Linked DNA regions of Sus scrofa: region 1 is linked to region 2. Evidence: chromatin contacts called from public Hi-C data. All regions are on one chromosome and are shown on one strand. Each heading gives the region's core, a stretch centred on a gene start, on an enhancer-like site or on the middle of the called end of the contact. The rest is flanking DNA. Distances are from core to core; before and after follow the strand shown. Region 1 has its middle 570 kb from the start of MYC. Region 2 has its middle 740 kb from the start of MYC.

The links. A called contact is a pair of places that touch in the nucleus more often than the background predicts.
Region 1: a Hi-C map of liver shows a contact between it and region 2, with 5 times the contacts expected there. The contact joins two enhancer-like sites. A contact is called at or near these places in 1 of 5 promoter capture datasets (liver) and 6 of 47 Hi-C or Micro-C datasets (fibroblasts, liver and skeletal muscle).

The regions. Positions count from the first base shown.
Region 1 is chr4:11,891,968-11,896,745 of Sscrofa11.1, forward strand. No RefSeq gene overlaps it. Among named protein-coding and RNA genes, the nearest start is that of MYC, 570 kb to the right of the region's middle. Within about 2 kb of position 2,829, at least 28 of the 83 cell types and tissues checked have an H3K27ac peak or open chromatin away from gene starts, as enhancers often do. A contact at or near this core is called in liver, where this site is marked.
Region 2 is chr4:11,719,288-11,723,716 of Sscrofa11.1, forward strand. No RefSeq gene overlaps it. Among named protein-coding and RNA genes, the nearest start is that of MYC, 740 kb to the right of the region's middle. Within about 2 kb of position 2,209, at least 2 of the 83 cell types and tissues checked have an H3K27ac peak or open chromatin away from gene starts, as enhancers often do. A contact at or near this core is called in liver, where this site is marked.

The DNA.
Region 1 (4,778 bases), core at 1,579-4,078, 170 kb after region 2:
GGCCCAAAGTCTTTCAGGTAGTAAGAATTTTGATCTTTGTGATTTAAATCCAGTGACCTTCAAGGCCGCTGCAGTGGCTTTCTTCGAGGATCAGACGTACAACTATTTCATTTGGCAATTTTCTCTTTTTCATTGACGTAGCCTTTTCTTATCAAGATATTGTAAATCATCCAAGGATATCTGATCCTTCTTTGAGATCAGATATGGATGCAAAACAAATTATCGCAAGACTTAGCTTAAGTCAATGACTGTTTTATTATATCTTGCAGTTCTGCAGAGAAATCCCAGCAGGAACCAACTGGGCCATTCTCCACGTGATGTTGACTACGTCACCTTGACAGTGGTATTCATCTAGAGTCCCAGAGAATTTGCTCATGTGTCCCTTGGCAGGGATGGCTGGAAGGCTGGATTTCACCAGAACTGTCCAGAGGGCACCTGCCTTGGACACTCCAGCATGGTCATCTCCAGCATAGTCTGTCAGGATTCCCAAAGAAGATGCTCCAAGAGGCAGGAAGTAGGCACTGCTAGTTTCATAAACTGGCATGTCATCATTTACACCATACTTTGTTGTTCAGAGCGATTACTGAGCCTTGCCTAGACTCAAGGAGAGGTGACAGAGACCCCCATCTCCTAATGGGAGGAGGAGCACCAAAGAATTAACAACCATTCTTTTTCTTTCTTTCTTTTTCTTTTTTCTTTTTTTTCTTTTTTGTCTTTTTAGGGCCATACCCTCGACATATGGAAGTTCCCAGGCTAGGGATCGAATCAGAGCTGCAGCTGCCAGCTTACACCACAACCACAGCAATGCCAGATCCAAGCCGCACCTGTGACCTACACCACAGCTCACAGCAATGCCAGATCCTTAACCCACTGAGCAAAGCCAGGAATCGAACCCGCATCCTCATGGATACTAGCCGGGTTCGTTACCTCTGAGCCACAACAGGAACTCCAAGAACAGCCATTCTTAATGTGCCACAGCTTCTTCAGGATTTTCTAAATATATATTCAATAAATATATGTGGAAAGGGATAATGATTCTATTTTAATAGTTACCATTTTTGCTGCACTAGAGGGCCAAGCTTACCCTAAGGCACATTTTCTCTATCTCTGCACTGTTGACCTTCTGGACTAGACGGTTCTTTGTTGTGGGAGAATGTTCTGTGCATTGAAGAATGTTTAGCAAATGGCCGCAGCAAACTGCCCAGTCGTAACAATCAAAAATGTGTCTAATCATTGCCAGATGTCCCCAGAGACAGAACGGCCCCCAGTTAAGAACCACTGCTCTAGGGTAAGCACTGCTCTATAGTATCATGTATAATCCTCGGTAGGGCATCAGGCACATACTATAATTATTTCCATTTTATAGAAGGGTACACTGAGGTCAGAAAGTTATGTGATTATCCCTGGTCCCTCGGGAAGAAAATCAGATCTGTCTGACTCTGAAGTCTAGGTTCTTGCTCCGATGCCATTAATTTCTACTTTTTATTTCAAAATGTCCCCTATCCAGCTAGATAGCATGGGCCCAATAACCAGTTCTCTGAAGTTCCGGGCAAAACCCCAGCCGCACACCTCTGGCACCACCGAGGACCAGCTGATTCAGCAAGGGGGCCTGGCTTGATTCTTGACCTGCTTTAGGCTGACTCCAGCAGGGAAGGCATTGATTCGCTCAAAATTAGCAGGCGCCTCTGTTCCCTGCCCTGCTGTTTGCTTATAGAGGGAACTGAAGCCTAATCTGGATCGGCGCCTGACTCCGGGCCGCGTGCCAGGCCTGGCGCGGGAACACTGGCACACACGCTCTCACCTGGTGTGCGGTCCCTTGCGGAACTCATCCTCAGCTGCAGCTGCTGCAGGTGCCTGAGAGATGCGGCACATCCAGCGTCCATCCTGCCACTGAAACGCCTCTATTGCGGGTGCAGGCTTGTCCTTACAGCCTTCTTTTCGGTCCTTTCACTCGGTGCCATTATGACTTCGGGCCCCCGCCCCTCCCACCACCTACCATCCCCCATCTCCCCCGAACGTCCTATCTTTCAGGGGAAGACAAATGGGCAATTAGGAAATGAAGGGTAGAACAGAGCAGAGACACAAAAAGAGAACCATGATTCTCCTTGGAGGCATGGTAATGTCAGGGAGACTTCACAGAGGAGGTAACATGCCAGAATTTTCCAAGAAGAACATGTGGGAAGAAGACTTCTGAGCAGGAGAGGCCAGTTTTGATTTTGTTTGTTTGTTTGCTTTGTAGGGCTGCACCCTGGCAGCATATGGAATTTCCCAGGCTAGGGTTCAAACCAGAGCGGCAGTTGCCAGCCTACACCACAGCCACAGCCACAGCCACATCCACACAGGATGCAAGCCACATCTGTGACCTACACCCACAGCTCACAGCAACGCTGGATCCTTAACTCACTGAGCGCGGTCAGGGATCGAACCCTCAACCTCACCGATACTAGTGGGTTTGTTATCACTGAGCCACATGGGAACTCCAGGAGAGAATATTTTAGGCAGAGGGGATGTCATGTGAAAAAACGGAGATGCTCTAAATGGTGCAGCCACCCCAGTGCCCCCCGGATGACGAGAGCTCGAATGATGAAGAGGAAAGACCGGGGCTTGAAGACAGGGAGCTGGACTATTCCTTGTCTATAAAGGGAAGAGCAGGTCTTTAAGGAAAGGCATGAAAAGTTGGATTTGTACTTTACAAAGAGGACTCGGTCTCCTCTGAGCAGTATGGTGTGGGGAGGGTTGAACCAAATGCAAGGGACCGATGGAAACCCAGGAGGAATGTGTTCAAACCACTTGCAGTTTAATCATTCAACAAATATTAATCTAGGACCCGCCCTGGCTGCCAGTCCCTTGGCTAGACAGCCAAGACGGAGTGGTGAACAAGGCTGACATTGTCCCAGCACACGCTGATCTCCCGTTCCAAGAAGGGTGACAGGTACCAAACAATAGGCACAATTAATCACACAGTCAGAGGGAGGCATTCTAGGAAGGAAGGGTTTAGTGGCCTATGAAAGTGGACCGCACCAGACTCGGACACAGTCTGAGGGTGGCCGTCGTTGGGGGTGGGGGCACTTTCTCTTTTGTGTTACAAAGTCAATCCCCCAACAACCTGGTGTGTTAGGCAAGATTAGTCATCATTTTACAGAAACAAAGGCTTAGGGCAGGGAGTCAACCCTCTTCCTTGAGGCACGGTTCCTGGCTTCTGAGGAGCATAGGGCAAGGTTGGGAAGCAGGAGCACGATTCCAGATACGACCTCATCCCTCTGCCTGGTCATGCCAGATGTGTGACCTGTAGGACTCGGGTTTTATCGCAGAGTTTAAAGACTCTCCTCCTCTCCCTCCCTCCCTCTCCTCTCTCTCTCTCTCTCTCTCTCTCTCTCTCTCTCTCACTCTCTCTCTCCTCTCTCTCTCTCTCCCTTTGTCTCTCTCTCCCTCCAGGCTAAACTGGTTTGTTGAACCGTGTGGACAGAGCCAGCCAGTGGGGTGACATTGTGTCAGAGATGGAAGCTTTCTGTCTCTTGCATCAGAAAAGCAGAGAGTGCCTCTCTGGCAGTTGGCAACAGATACAAAAGCAGCTTGCCCTGAAGATGACTCAGCTCTGGGCCTCTCAGCAAGGCTCTACCAACAGCTATTTAAAAAAAAAAAAAAAAAAGATGAAGCAGCTTCAAGGAGACCTCAAACCGATCCCACAGCAAGCCGCTTCCCATCAGGAAGGTGGTAGGCAGACAGTGCTGACACTTCCATGAGCAAAATGGCAGAGTGTGGCCAAGGACTTGAGCAGAAGGCCTGCTGGTCCGGCAGGTCTGTGTGTTCTGATCCAGTGTGGCATTTGTCTCTGTCACCTGGAAGCTGGCCTTGGGAGCAGGCTTGTGACTGGCTGACTCATTCTGCATGGCCCCAAACCAGCTAGATAAGAGGAGGGGCGCCCATAAATGCAAAAATATCTTTCAAGCACCTGTGATGGGAGCTCTCAGGCCCCACGGAGGTGGTACAGACCTGGGACCCAGCTGGCTGAACTTGGAAGCCCAGCCGCACACCTCAACAGCCGTGCGGCTAAAACCTCTCTGTGCCCCAGTGCCCAGAGATGTGGCAGGAGGAGAAGAAGATGGAACACATTGTCTTTGGGGCCTTTTCTACCAGCCAGGTGCTTCACTTATCTCATCTGGTTTGTTCCTGGTTCTCACCATAGAAAAACCACTTAACAGACGATTGTAGCTTCTCCCTCCCAAGGTGTCTATGAGAATCAATGAGATAATAAAGATGAAGTGCTTAGCACCCCGAATCCATGAAGTGTGTATTGTCATAGGTATTATTACCACAGTTACCCCCATTGTATAGATGAAAAGCCTGAGTCTAGGATGCCATATGGTAGGTATTCTAATCCAGTTCTGTCTGGTTCCAAAGCTCCTAGTCTATCCAAATAGCACTTTCCTGCTTCTTGCCTCTTCCTGACGGGTTGGCTAAAATCCACTGAAAAATGAGTACAAGAGGGGAAAAAAAATTAGTCAAATGTTTCTTGAACAAATAATTTAACGAGATTAAAATCATTAAGAAACTGCTAATAAGTCAAAGCCATGCATTAATAATGTAAAACCATTTCATAAATATTTATCGAGGGCTATTTATGTGCTAGTCATTGTTCTGCTATGGGGGATAAAAAGGAATTAGAGAAGAATTCTGCCTGACTACCATTTACAGCCTAGTAAACGTGCAGAAATGATGCTAGTGACAGTAGGAATAACTAATAATAATAACAATAATAATAAAATAATGCACGAGCC
Region 2 (4,429 bases), core at 959-3,458:
TACTTCACTCAGTACAAGAGTCTTTAGTTCCATCCATGTTGCTGCAAATGGCATTATGTCATTCTTTTTTATGGCTGAGTAGTATTCCATTGTGTATATATACCACATCTTCTGAATCCAATCATCTGTTCATGGACATTTTGGTTGTTTCCATGTCTTGGCTATTTTGAATAGTTCTGCAATGAACATGCAGGTGCATGTGTCTTTTTTAAGGAAAGTCTTGTCTGGATATATGCCCAAGAGTGGGATTGCTGGGTCACATGGTAGTTTTATGTATAGATTTCTAAGGTACATCCGTACTGTTCTCCATAGTGACTGTACCAGCTTACATTCCCACCAACAGTGCAGGAGGGTTCCCTTTTCTCCACACCCCCTCCAGCATTTGTTACTTGTGGACTTATGAATGATGGCCATTCTGACTGGTGTGAGGTGGTATCTCATGGTAATTTTGATTTGCATTTCTCTAATAATCAGGGATGTTGAGCATTTTTTCATGTGCTTGTTGGCCATCTGTATATCTTCTGTGGAGAACAGTCCATTCAGGTCTTTTGCCCATTTTTCCATTGGGTGGTTGGCTTTTTTGCTGTTGCGTTGTATAAGTTGCTTGTATATCCTGGAGATTAAACCCTTGTCCACTGCATCATTTGAAACTATTTTCTCTCATTCTGTAAGTTGTCTTTTGGTTTTCTTTTTGGTTTCCTTTGCTGTGCAAACTTTGTCAGTTTGATTAGGTCCCATTGGTTTATTTTCGCTTTTATTTCTGTTGTTTTGGGAGACTGACCTGAGAAAATATTCATGAGATTGATGTCAGAGAATGTTTTGCCTATGTTCTCTTCCAGGAGTTTGATGGTGTCTTGTCTTATATTTAAGTCTTTAAGCCATTTTGAGTATATTTTGGTGCATGGTGTGAGGGTGTGTTCTAGTTTCATTGATTTGCATGCAGCTGTCCAGCTTTCCCAGCAATACTTGCTGAAAAGACTGTCTTTTTCCCATTTTATGTTCTTGCCAAATGTTGATATTAAGAGTCAAAGAACATGGTTCTTGGAGGGAATGAAATAAGAGCCCTGAAGATGTAGTGTGGAGAGCAAGGGGGCCAGTGGAGAGAAATGAAGCCAGAGAAGGAGACCAAGGCAAGAACCTGACAGGACTCATAAATTATGTCAATCAAGGAGGATCATATCCTAAGAAAAAGTTTTAGAACCTATAGGGTTTTAGTCAATGGATTTGAATAATGCTATTATTACTAAAAAGAATAGATTGTAAGGACATGAAATGGGAAACTTGGTGACATATTAAGAGATGGCTTCTCTTATCCAGGTGGGAAAAATTAAACAATCTTGGAAATGATAGTGGCCTGATGGACCAAAAGATGAGGGTGAATTCATGAGGTTTTTAATGGGTAGAAATGACATAATTTGGTAATTAATTATGTATTTGAAGATTCACAAAGGAGAGTGTATTTATATGCTAGGGCTGCCACAACAAAAGACCACAGACTGAGAGACTTAACATATTTATTTCCTTGCAGTTCTGGAGGCTAGAAGTCAGAGATTAAGGCTTAGTACCTCTTGCAAGTATAATGTATTTTGAGATACCAATACTGTAGAAACACTCTTAGACTACAATTTCCATTCCTCCTAGCACCGTCTTTACTATAACAATCTCAAGATTGCCTAAGATTCAAGCATAATCCAAAAGAATTTGGAAATACAGTCCATTAATCCAGCTGAGGAAAATTTATAAAAGACTTCAAAGGTAATGAACATTACAAATATTACTTAAAGACCCTTTGTTTTTCAGAAAAATAAATTCTGTTGCTTCTCATCCAGCACATGTAAAGATCTCTTAAAGTTCTTTCTGGTGAGAACCAGAGAGTACCATTAAGGAAAATTGTCAAAGGAGGATGGAAATCCATCTTCAAAGGTTTTCAGTTCGTCAAACCCTCAAAATAGAGCTTGTTTTCTGCAGTACCCTCTCTTATTTTATATTGTAAATATTTCTTCAAAAGGGATCAGAAGGTTAAACACAGAAGGTGGGTTATTAATGACTTTCAGAGGACGTTGCCACTCCTTTCCGGGTCATTCGGTGAATGATCCCTATGCTTTTAGAATGCTATTTATTAAGAAGAAACACTCAGCTTGCACTCTGGTCAGAACATTTTGGTCTCACTGCATTGCTACCTCACTCTTTCATCAGTGGCTGTTTCCCTTTGGCTCTGTTCCAGTGCCAGAAGAACCATTGATCACCCGTGAGAGGAGGCCTTTGATAGGTGGCCAAGGCCAAGCAGAGGTTTGCCATGGATGATTTGGTTTTGAAGTAGTTTATGAATGAAGTAAAAAAATTTTTTTCTTCCACTTGATCTGCCTTTCAGTCTGTGAGTGGGAAGTTAAACAAGAAGGAAACGAGCAATTATAAATTTAATGAAAAATGCATATTTAGAAAGAATGTAATGTTTCTAACAGAATTGCTTATTGTACATACTGGATCCTCCCTCTCTTTCTAGCTTTATGTATGCTATGCTCAATCTGGAAACTCCATATCCAATGGTATAAAATTATTTGCAGTTTCCTTGGTAAGCTCTGCCATTTAATACCTCCATGCCTTTACATAAACTCTTTTTTTCTGAATGAATTACCTTTCCTGCTCTCCACTCCAGTCTGATCTCAGCGATAAAGCTTTTCCTTATTATCCTTTGGAAAATGAGACCAACAACTTCTTCCTTGTGGAAGATTCCTTTCTTTACTGGAATCATTCTTTCTTCTTGAGCTGGGCATACATATCCCTAGAGATATATGAAGATCTCAGGAGTGCACATGGGGAACCTGGCACGATTTTTCTTCACTAACTTTACTTAAATATTTTTAGAGGAAAAAAAAAGCTATGAATTTAGAACAAACAGTGATACCATTGTGTAGAATTTTAATTTTTAAAAAAATATATAAAATTAGAGTCTTTAAAAACTGTTTAATCTTGAGACTCTCTTTGTTTTGAATTCTGGTTTCGGATCCTTTGATGGAGGGAAACTTTCTCTTCAGTTTTGGTGGAAAAGCTTCAGAATCAGTGGCGGAAACTTCTGTGATTGTACACCTCACCCTGTACTTCATTCATTTGTTTCTATGTCTATGTTACTGGAAATTCCGGGGACACACTTAATAAAGGCATCAGTGTATCTTTAGGAGTCTGCATACTGAACAGGACCTATTGTCTCTCAAATTAAACCAAAATGAAGCAGATAGGACTTCTTTGTGCAGAGTAAAAAATAATGACATTGGATAACTTAGTTAATAAACCTGTTCTGTGAAGTGCTAAATGTGGATGCCGCCTAAGAACAAGAACAGACAAAGCTAGTTTATGCAACAGTCCATCACACTGAAGTCTCCATTAATCAATACTTCATTGACACAGATCTTCATAATGTAGGTCTCGGAATAACTTGTGAAGCATTAAATAGAGGTCAGATTTGATTAAATTTATTCATAAACTTTCAGCACTAGATATGGGCTTAGAAATTGTCTAGTTCAGCGATGGTAAATGTGCATATGTGTGGCCACTCACATTTTCCAAGATCCTGGCAGACATCATTAATCAATTATGAGACTACTGTTCACTGAGCCTGGCTACAGACGCAAAATTCCTCTTAACCCATTATTCTAGGCAGGCACGACTAGTCAATATAACTTTGCAAAGAAGGTGAAATCTTCGATTAAGTTTAAGCCTAAATCTAAAGAATAGGTGTGATAGGGATGTGGGAATGGGGTGAGATCTATCCCACTGGAGACACCACATTTGTTTTCCTTGTTTCCAAATATTAAAATAAAATTTTTCCTTTTTTTAAAACTAGGGTGAATGATCTTCTGTGAAGTGCTTCAACTCTTCTTAGAAAATGTCTCACAAAAGCTCTGCTCCATTGATGAGCCAGACAAGATCAGATGTGAAAATTAAATGTAGGCACAGCGTTGCTTGAAGCTAGCCTCTCTGACCAGAGAGGAGAAACCAGTTCTATTTGGAGAAGAGGAGAGAGGGTCATAGACACAATGGTAATTAAGAAGTGATACTTCTGTTAGATCTTGAGGGATAAGTAAAATCTCCTGAAGACAAGGAGAAATGAAAGCCATTCCAGCCAGAGGAAGCCAGAGACGCATAGAAGCGAGAATCACCATCATGTGGAAGCAATCGATGTTGTCATGGTAAAACATACCACGGGAGATGCAGCAGGAAGAGCTTTTAGTACTCATGAATGAAAGAAGAATAAAGGAAGGGCAGACGGAAAAGAGAGAACGAGTATGAGAGGAAGGGACGCAGAGTACATCTGTGTGTATGGCAAGCATATCTTTCTCTAGACTCAGATTCTAAGAGAAAAAGGTTTGCCCAAGCTTGAGCAGGTGGAAAGTGGTGGAGCTGGAGTTCCACATAGGCCCTTTGATTTCAA